2 separate regions of the Sus scrofa genome follow, and region 1 is linked to region 2. A link is a contact called in public HiChIP or PLAC-seq data. All regions are on one chromosome and are shown on one strand. The core of a region is the stretch at or near the end of the contact, and the rest is flanking DNA. Distances in the headings are between cores, read along the strand shown.

Region 1 (5,508 bases), core at 148-2,647, 90 kb before region 2:
GAAAGGACATTTTTAATATATTCTACTCAAAAAGTAGGTTAATATGCATGTAGAAGGCCAGCACTATGGGTAGTGAATAACAATACAGAAATTAAATGAATTACATCTACTCCTGTATCGGGATACTAAATAACGGTTTATAATGCTAACAGCAAATACTAACAGGGACAAAAGGGAGGGAACAAACATTCCAAGCGAAATCTTACTTGATCCACAGTATTATAGGTTCAGAACCTTATGACATGAATGTCTCTCAAGTTCCTCTAACTTAAAATGGCCAAAAGGGGACTCATCGTATTCCTACTTCTTTCCACAAGGTGAAGGCCTGCTCGCCCACCAGTTTGCCCTTTTCCAAAGTGCATTCTATCTGTGTGGTTATTCACACCATTATGAAGAACTACAGGAACCTTCCCCAACCCCCTCTTGTCAATGACTCAAATCTGTCAGTTGTCTTCAAAGAATACAAGAAATTCATTTCTTTCCTCCCTCAATGCCACTACCTTGGTGCCAAAGCTACCTTCTTAGCTTTTCAGCCTTCTGAATATAATCTTATAAAACAAACACAACCTGCCCAGTCCAGTAGAAAATTATCCAACACCTAGCATAGCATTCAGGAAAAACTGTGTGCTTAACTAATCTTTACCAATGATTTCAAACATAAAAAATTCTCATATATGAAAAATACTACAGGAACTCTTCACAGTTACGAATGCTGTTAGTTGCCACCATACCCTATTTACTCCCTATTAAATCAGGACTGCTCTTTATTTGTGTCTTGTCTATAAAGCATCTAGCTGGTCTTCCAAAAATCTAGCAACTGATATTGTTTAGCACAATTCCAACATTTGTATAAAACAGTAACTCCTACATTTGTCTTTCTTCACAGATCAACAGACTTAGGATAAAACTGGGGAGGAATAATAGGGTATTACATTCTGACATGAAAGCAAAATTATGGTAAAATCTACCACAACATATTAATATTGATTCAATTTTTTTTCAAAAAGATTTTTGATAACAGTAAAGTAGGACGGAGATATAAAAGAGAGTTCCTTCGAAGAATCGAGAGACGGCAACTTAACAATAACATACAACACCCCCCAACCCCGCCCCAGAGCAATGTCCTTTTTTTTCTTATTTTGCTACATGTCAGACAAAACTTGTTACAGACAGGCACCGAGCTAAAAGATCATATTTGGAAATCTGCTAGAGCAGACTAAAGTTAAAATTCACATTTCCAATCCTTAACCTAATAAAAAAATTTTGAACACCTGAACTCACTGTGAAACTTCAAGGGAAGTACACAACTGGTAAATACAAAATGTGATCCTGTGTAATGTTTCGCCAATGGAGTACCTGTGAATACCAGTTTGATATAAATTTAGAGCAACAAACTAGAAAATTAGACCATCTGTTAGGTCATTAATCAGCTACGTAATCCAAGGAAAGTCTTTTGGTCTCTCTGAACCTGATATTAAAATCATAAAAATGAAAGCCAAACTGCTTGATCTTAAAGAAAACACTTTCTAGAAAAACAAAACAAAACAACTTTAAATATTTACATATGTGATTTCTCTTCTCAATGTTAACATTAATCGTATCCATTTCAGGTGAGAGAGTTATGCTATGAGAAGCTTCTTACCTCTGGTGTCATTTTCTATTTCTGTCCTCCAGCGATGTAAACAGCTTTCTAGCACAGAGAGTTCTTCTTCTGTTATATGCCTTGGTGCTGGATGCATGGGCAAGTCTGGAGGTATCCGAGACTGAGTGAATGGTTTATGTATTACTGATCTCGATGAAATGGCAGCTATCGATGCAGGCGATGTGCTTGGCAGCTCTGAAGAAGGAGCTCCCTGCTGATCTGTTGTGCTATTTTTTTTTAAAGCATAAAATATTTACTATTGAACCTTCCAAACTGAAGCTCAGGACAAAGACTATGTCAAACACAAGCATTAAACTGGCTTATAATTTCAAAAGGAAAAGGTTTTCTTAAAAAAAGAAATATGTAGGTTAATCTAATGTCCTAATGAAATTCTTAATATATGGAACTACATCTTTGTAAGAATAAAACTGAGGTTTTGAACTATGGTAGAAATGGTGTGATCGTATTTATGTAAATGAATCTTACATAAACCGGAACTATAAAAACCTTCCCTTCCTAATACTTCCTGCTCATGTTACAAAAAAAGTTTCTAACTAAACAGTAGTATTTTCACAGATAAAAGGTTGATGCATATAATATATGAAAACAACCTAAAGTATAAGTCTGATGAAAATTTCAACCTACAACTATAAAATGAATTGAAACAGCGAAATAAGAAAGCACGTGGGAGACATAATATCTTCTAAGTGAATCTAATCTTTTTAGAGTTCCCTGAAATAAATCAAAACATATATTTTATAAAGCCTTCTTTAAAGGTATTCATTACATTATTGTACAATACAGTAACATAGCTATGGCTTCTATGAAGAAAACTTTTTTACCTTGGTAACGTCTGTGATGGTATGGAACCACTAGATGGGGAACTAGCGTCAATATCATCAACAGGAGAAGTGCAAACGGGTTTACTTGAGGCAAATTCCAAGGCATACTGCAGAACATCTACCAAGGGGAATCGTTTGGGACCTGAACCATAGCTTAAATACCTGTTAACCATAAAATATATACATGCTTTCAATTATACATAAACCACATTTGTGTTTTTAATAATTATAAAACATGACAAAAACACTTCGATGCATCTTCCTCAACAATGAAAATAATTTTGCTTTATTCAAATAAAGATGGTAAAACTGAATATACACTCAAGAAATAAATGTTCTCCAAAGGAACAAAACTAAATATGATTAAGACAATGTGTGCATATACTGTTATAAATTCTAAATGCTGTTCTTAGGTTGTAACCCAAGGGTAAAACGAAAACTGACAGGTCCATCCCGTGAGACTGTTTTGATTTTGAGATCTGTCGTCTAGCCTCATGTCAAGATGATGACTAATGCTGTCCTCCTACCTTTTACCTCTAACTTTTTTTTCAATATGATGACTGATACTTTTTAAGAAATATCTGTAAAATTTTCAATAATTTTAATATTTTGCATTAAAAAGTTTAGGCTACTAATTTTCAAACATTAAGCAAGGAATACAGATTAAATCAGAGGTTGCAAACTAGGATCTTTCACACCACATTTCAGGCTGTAGACTTCTGTCTAAACTACAGAATATCTGATAGTCCAGATTCTGGACTTCTTTCAAAACAACTATATGCTCTGGACACCCGCGAGATGACATTCATGCATAGTACCCACCCCCTAGTGTGGATGGCAGCTACCCCCTCTCCACAGGGGTATGCTCTCTCCATTCCCTTTGCCCAAAAGCTTATGCCTAACTTGCTTTCCTTTTTTTTATAAATCCCCCAGGAGGCTCTTGTATGCATCTGAATTTATGTCTTTTGCTGTTAAGGAGAAAAACTCAAGTCACTATTCACTTCAATGGAAATCTGAAGAGTAATATTTAGTCTCGTGCAAGAAGAAACCTCAAACACAGATTAGTTTAACTTAACATCTATTTTCAGTACCTTGAGTGTTACCTGTTGACTGTGGGAATATTTAAACAATAATCATCTAATGCCAACTATGAATTACTTTAGTGGCTAATGAAACTCAAGCCTGAACTATTCAAGTAAAATATCAATGCAGAATGTTTATCTACTCCTAGAATTACAAATCATTCAAAACAAATTCAAAACTAAAGGTCTAGACAGTCACTAAGGATATGACTTCCTATAGTTAGCTCATAATTTCATAAAAGTTACAATACCTTTCTAGTCTTTGTTGTAATACTGTGAGGTAATCTTTTAGTCTTTTGATTTCTTCCCTCTTAATTCTTGTTATTTCTCTATTTCTATGCATGTATCTATCAGGAAAAAGAAAAACAGCAATTACTAGAATTTCTAAATATCATGGAAGCAGATATAAAACTGTCTTGCCATCACCAAAAAAGATCAACTCATTCAAAATTTTATAGTAAAACATCAGATAAACAATACAATTAGTCTTTTTACTTAACATTATTCCCGGCAACTATAGTTTTCAAAATAAAAAGAGAATTCTGTTTTCCTTGACAAATGGTGTAACATACATTACGCAAAAAGTAAAAATTAAATTGAAGAAAATCGAGCAAAAATTTTCTCTAAGTACAATAACTCTTCACTTGGATACTAAACTGTTTCAAAACTAAGTCAGGCCTTATACCAAACCATACCTGTCCAGATATAAAACTTGAGGAAATTCTAATTTGTTGTGAATTTTTTCCGGTCTTCCCAATGCCTGATTAAATTCAAATCTTGACAACTCAAATGTTAACACAGGCGGTAGTTCAGTAAACCAATGCTGAAGGAACACAATAACAAAAAAAGTTTACATCACCTTTCTGTTTTCTCCACTGCAATTTCAGGCACAGGATATTAGTCAGCAGTGGCATTTTTACATTACATTTACATTTTTACATTAATCATCACAATGCTAATGTCACAAGTAACTGACTGGGTATGCAATTTAGTATTAAAACTCAACTTCTTCCTAAAAATTTTTCACACCTTTGGAAAATTCCAATGAGGTTAATGCACAACCAGGATAGAGAAAATCTTCTAATGGCTTTCCTTCTTACATGGTAATATATATATATATATATATATATATATATATAATTATTATTTTTTTTTTTTTGGCTGTGCCTGCAGCATGTGAAAGTTCCCAGGCCAGGGATCAAACCTGAGCCACAGCAGGAATCCACGCTGCTACAGTGACAATGCTGGATCTTAACCCGCTGCATCACAAGGGAACTCCTCGCGACAATTTTTTACATAAGAATTTCTAACCCAATGAGAAAGACATTGAATAAAATCATGGTTTAGTAGCTCAATTCTTCTAACTTCTTCAATATTATATCACAATTACTATCAGGAATGGTACATATACTGAACATACTCAACCACATTATCAAAAACCTGTGACAAAGTAACATGTAAGATGTACACAAAAGAAAAAATTTTTATAGCATACATGATTAAAATTTTTATGCTGAAACTAGAAAATGATATTTTCCTGTTTTAAATTTAATGTTCAACTGAATTTTGACAAATTTAAGAAAAAGGTCTATCACTAGATAGATCAAATATGAAGTTTATACTGATGATAATTATATTTAAAATCTTTTAAAATGATTAGTGCTTAAAGAATCAAATGCCTCATGCCTATGAGGCAACTCCTCTACATACTTTGGTAACTATTCAGTTAAGCATGAAATGCAACAAAACTTCAAAATTATTTTAATAGAACAAATTCAAGTTTTACATAAGCCTTATTATTTAAAGAGAAACAAAAATCAACAAACTTGTGACTCAACAAATACAGAAGGAAAAAATAATGTTAACAGGTATTCTTAAAGTGCTTATTTTTTTTTAAGCCATGCAAGGAACTTACATTTTTAAATGAGTATGCCCTGTGAAC
Region 2 (5,053 bases), core at 1,674-4,173:
AGAACACATTAGAGGAAAAGATAGTCACTGCTTTAAGTTACACTGTGACAAGTTACTGTGTAGGTGAACAAAAGACCTAAGAGTGCTGTGCTTTTTTTTTTTTTTTTTTTTTTTAGATTATTACTAATCATACATCCTTCAGAAACAGAATAAAAAGAATCTTGAAAAATAGGAAACTGTTCCAACTACCGGAATATAGTTCTTCATATAAAGCTAATATTACACATGAGCACACAACACTCAAATTTTTTTTTAAGGAGAGCATAAAATAGGCTAAAATTTTATGCAATATGCACCAGACACGTCTGGTTTTAATGATCATTCATAAAGTTTCTAATTTAAAAACAAGGAGTTTCACTTTTGTTTCTTCTAAAGTTCGCTTCCTAGTTACCAGCTTGAAGTCCACCTCCTAGTCACTAGCTTGGTGGATTCAAAACTATCAATTTATTTGAAGTAGATGGTTTAAAGTATTTGGACCTATATAAGTATTTTTAATTATTTCTAATATAAGTAGCAAAATAATAGTATATTAATATGGAAAGCAAACACACTAAATGTTGCTTTAAAAAAAATACCATATGCAAGTATAAAAACGAATGCAATTATACTGCTCTTAAAAAATGTGCACAATATCAATGAGATGATCTGACAGACACACACTAAAAACAGCATCATAATGGTAATATTTTGGACTAACAACCACTCCTTTTGTGTAAGGAAAGGACTCATTAAACTAGGAAACTGGACTTGATGGCCAAGATCACTTTCAGTAATTTGACTCTATTCACAACTTTATGCATACAGCGCTCAAGCAGACAGATCTGCTTATCTAATTCTATGCTAAAGAAGTATTTTAGTCCAAAATCAATGTAATAAATTCACAAACTTCTTGCTATTGTTCAAATTTAAGATACAAAAAATATGAGCTATATTTTCCACTATGAAACAAAAAGGCCTGAATATTCAACACCGAAGAGAACCATAAACAGAAACAACACCAAACCTCTTAAATATTGCTTAGTATATATATGACCAATAAGATCCTCCATTAAGTATTAACACTTTGTCATATTCTCAACATCGGGAAAACTAAAATTTAAGGCATTCAAAACAGAATAGAGGGGATTCGGAGACACTGTTCACGAAATTCACAGTAAATAAACTGCAGTCTGTAATAATCTGCTAAATTTACCAGTAACAGTTAACTAACACACAAGAGTTCCAAAGACAACTTTCCCAAAGTGCCTAAAATAACAATGCACTATCCTTGCTTTCCAAAATTCTTAAGCATCTTCAATTACCTCAAGTACTATCATGAAATTCTAAAAATAATCTCAAAGCAAAAATTCAGCAAGCTGTGAGTACACACAGTGTTCATTTTAGGACAGCAGGCTTTATTCTAAAATCAAGCACAGATAGGATATAGCTATGCCCCAACTACAACAGGGTGGGGCATCCACTCCTCTTCCAGAAAAACCAGATACAGGTTTTAGTAGCTACTCCCAGTAAACCCGGGTTACCCCCATAATTTCAAGTCGAGTAAAGCAATGTTTTCCTTTTGCCCAAAACGCTTTTCACACAAATGATCAAAAAAAAAAAAAATTAAGTCATAGCCAACTACTCTTCTGGATATGGTGCAAGCCATGATAGTGCATTTGAGATTCGGAAAGCAAAATCTGGGGGGGGGAAGCATCTCTCACTGCTTACTGTAGAAGATCTGAAGCTTCACAAACCCACATTTTTTTTTAACTTAAGTGAGTGACCATTTGAATGTGTTACAAGGTCAAACTTAGGGGACAAACGATTCCTGGACTAAACATGGCCAGTTTCTATATTCAGGGAGAAAAAAAGAAAAAAAGAAACATAACAAAACAAAGAAAAAGAAAAAGAAAAAAAGAAAAAAGGGAACGAACCAAACCCTCTACTTTTACATTGAATCCACCTGGTTAACGTACCTGCCCCGCCAGGCAGGCAATTCAATTCTGGTGGAGACCTTTTTGCAAAATAGCAGGCCTGGAATGCTCCTCCCTTGAAAATAAAAACTGTGTTCGGAAAGGGTGACAACCTGGCTATTTCTTCTTTTTTAAAGAGGAGGAAGATAAAGTTTAATTAAGAAGTCAGAGAGAGGAGTGTAGGAATGCGAGGTCGCTCTCAATAAACACCCGGCACCGTCTGTTACAGGAAAACAATCGGCGAGAAGGAACTGGAGTGAAACCCGCTAACTACACCTCGCTTTCCACACACAGCCCGGAACTGGGCGCTTCGCCCCCAAGAAGGGTAGGGCGGCGGGGAGCGGGGAGCGGGGGGGACGCCGGGGCAGCCGAGGCCGGGGCGGCGGCGAGGGAGACCGGGGAGCTCCCAGCCGAGGCGGGCCAGGCGGCACGTCGGAAGGAGGAGCCGGGCTGGGCCGCGCCGGCTCGCGGGCTCGCCTCACCTTCTGCGCCGCGCTCTGCTGCAGCACGTTCTGCTCCACGGTCATGGCCCCCGCGGCGCCGGCGGCGACACAGGCAACGGGGTCCGGCTCCTCGTGCCTCCGCCGGCCCTGGCAGCCGCGCTCCGCCGAGCTCCAGGGAGCGGCGCGGACGGCGGGGGAAAACAGCGCCCCCGCCAGCCAGGCGCGAAGGCGATGGCGGCCGGCGTGCGCGGGCACCGGGGGTGGCGGCGAGGTGCGGACAGGGAGGGCCACGGCGGCGGCCCCACGACTCCGCGCGGCCCGCCTTAGCGCGGCTCGTCGGCCCCGGCCCGGGCCATGAGCTGGCGGCCGACGCTGGGGCGCGGGAGGGCGCAAGCAAGCCCGGACGCGTCACGGGCGCGCGCGCGCGCGCTCCTTCACTGGCGGCTCGCGGGCCACTGCGGGGAAGGGAGAGGGGACAGAGGGAGCGGCCGGCCGGAATGGCGCTGTCCTCCTCCCTCCGCGACTCCTCCTCCCTTCCCCTCCCCCAGCCGCCGTCACCGCCCCCGCCCGGCAGCTCCTCCCCCGCCGAGCCCCGCCCGCCGGCCGCCCTAACCCTACATTGTGACCCACAGGGCGGCGGGCGGGGGCGGGGCCGCCCGGGAGCACGCCCCCATCACGCCGCTCCCGGGGCGGGGCGGGGAAACGCCACGCGGGCCGGGCCTCGGAGCTGCCCCTGCGGCAGGTTGCGCGACGCCTTCCCTTGACTCTGCAAAGCTTCCAGCCGAGGCCCGAGGGCAGCGTTCGTCTCTGTGCCCTGGGTTTGTCGGACTGCTGGGTTTCTGAACTCCTCCAGGACCAAACGTTTTCCTGCTAGCCCCGTAACGTCCCCCAAACGCCTTCTGTCCGGAATCCTGGCTCCTTTCTGTATCTCCAGTCTTCTCCCCAGGCCTTTCTAGGAATTTCACTAGCAGTAAACTTGCCCGTAGGGAAAAGTCAAGTGTAATTTAAGCAAAAGGCTGTCAGAAGTCTTTATGCTAGAATGTACATTTCTCCTTAAGTAATCATTATATAAATGAATATTGATATTCTTTGTCTACTTCTTTCATTCAATTATGTGCCAGTCACTGCTAGGCTCTGAGAAATAAGGTTCATTTTCCGATAATTTGATGTAAATGAAATATAGTCACTGTCTAGATGGTACATCATCTAATGTCCCAGTTGCCAAGCAAATTATCAATTAAACACCCTGCTTGGAATACCTGACTATATATGGAATTGTATGGAAAACCTACTGTTAAGAAAGCAATTTCTAGTCTCAAAAATATCTTGTTTCACTAGCTAATGTGGGGATAGGATATGAGGGTGCAGCAGTGGAAGGGAAAGAATAATCAGTGCATATTGTCACAAATATAATACACAAATATGCAAATGTAGGTATAATTTTTAATTTGAAAGAAAAGCAAGTTTGGCACATGATCACTGAAATATTATCTGGTTATATTTAATAATCATGGATCACAGTAACTCCTAAGCTTTTGTAATCAATCTCTACACTTTACAAACTGGCTTTACTCTGCACCTTAGATGTTTTCAACCACCTTTTGAGGTCTTTCCCTTGCATCTTCATGTTTATTTGCTCATTTGATCTTGACAGATTACAAATTTTATTTTATTGCTGTCTTACATTTCTGCCAGAAGAATTTGGAAAGTTGTGAAATGGCTGGAAACCCAGAATTTTAGGAATAATGTAACAGTTCTGACAGAATGAACAAAATTTTTATGAGAACACTGAGACCCAAAGAGGGTGACTTGTGAATGAATGCATACTAGAGTTCATTTTCTCCTCATTTATTGATGAATATTCTTTCCAACATATCAACTTTGCTTCTTTGTTTTATAGATTTTTAAAAATCTGATTCACAATATTTGAATGTAAGTTAAATTTAACATTAAAAAAAAACTAGTACTGTGGTTTAAAAAAGATATTGCCAGATACAAAAGTTAATTTTCTAAAATTTGGCAATGAATGTTCCTCTGAGTTAGATTTTTTTAGTTCCACACACAAAAAAATTATCTTACCAGTGATTATTGTATAGTTATCAAATAAAGCTCTTTATAGAGTAGTTTGTACTTGCCCACTTTGATCATTCATTCCTAGATTATTTGTGATGGTTTCCCAGTTTCTTTTTTTTAAAATCTTAATTATGGTTTTGTAGAACTTTGAGAAGTAAATTTCAAGTTCCCCTGTAGATTTGTTTGGTTTTGGGTGTTTTTTTTTTTTTTTTTAGGGGGGTTGTTTTGTTTGTTTGTTTAGAAAACATACAGCTGGAATAAATAGATGATGAAAATTTGAATATTTGAGATAAATGTGCACAAAAGACCCATTGCCAGATAGCACAATGTTAGTTTTGCTGTTCATGAGTTAGCCTTAATATGGATAGTTGTTGGAATTATGTATCCTCATTACATTATTTAATAATTTCTAAATTATTGCATTGCTCCAGATTGTTGACACTTAGTTAAACAGGTAAAGTGAAGGATTTCATATAAAATTAAATGTTTAATCTATTTTTCCATTTTGGATCAAAATGATGTTTCTAGCAATATTCAGTATTGTGTCTAATATATGAACCAAGGAAATTCATATTATTCTATCTT

What was found. HiChIP or PLAC-seq counts read pairs in DNA pulled down with a chosen protein or histone mark.
Region 1: a contact with region 2 is called in an H3K27ac HiChIP or PLAC-seq map of skeletal muscle. The contact joins the enhancer-like site here to the promoter of USP25 in region 2. A contact is called at or near these places in 1 of 5 promoter capture datasets (fetal liver), 8 of 47 Hi-C or Micro-C datasets (alveolar macrophages, embryonic fibroblasts, heart right ventricle and 2 more) and 2 of 2 datasets of contacts at active chromatin or transcription factors (alveolar macrophages and skeletal muscle).

The regions. Positions count from the first base shown.
Region 1 is chr13:180,657,235-180,662,742 of Sscrofa11.1, reverse strand. USP25 (ubiquitin carboxyl-terminal hydrolase 25) reads right to left here. Exons shown (of 24, transcript XM_021070825.1): 11 at 4,262-4,389; 12 at 3,818-3,913; 13 at 2,485-2,646; 14 at 1,643-1,869. Among named protein-coding and RNA genes, the nearest start is that of USP25, 89 kb to the right of the region's middle. Within about 2 kb of position 1,397, at least 5 of the 83 cell types and tissues checked have an H3K27ac peak or open chromatin away from gene starts, as enhancers often do. A contact at or near this core is called in skeletal muscle, where this site is marked.
Region 2 is chr13:180,568,889-180,573,941 of Sscrofa11.1, reverse strand. USP25 (ubiquitin carboxyl-terminal hydrolase 25) reads right to left here and starts at 2,923. Exons shown (of 24, transcript XM_021070825.1): 1 at 2,435-2,923. The coding sequence starts at 2,479.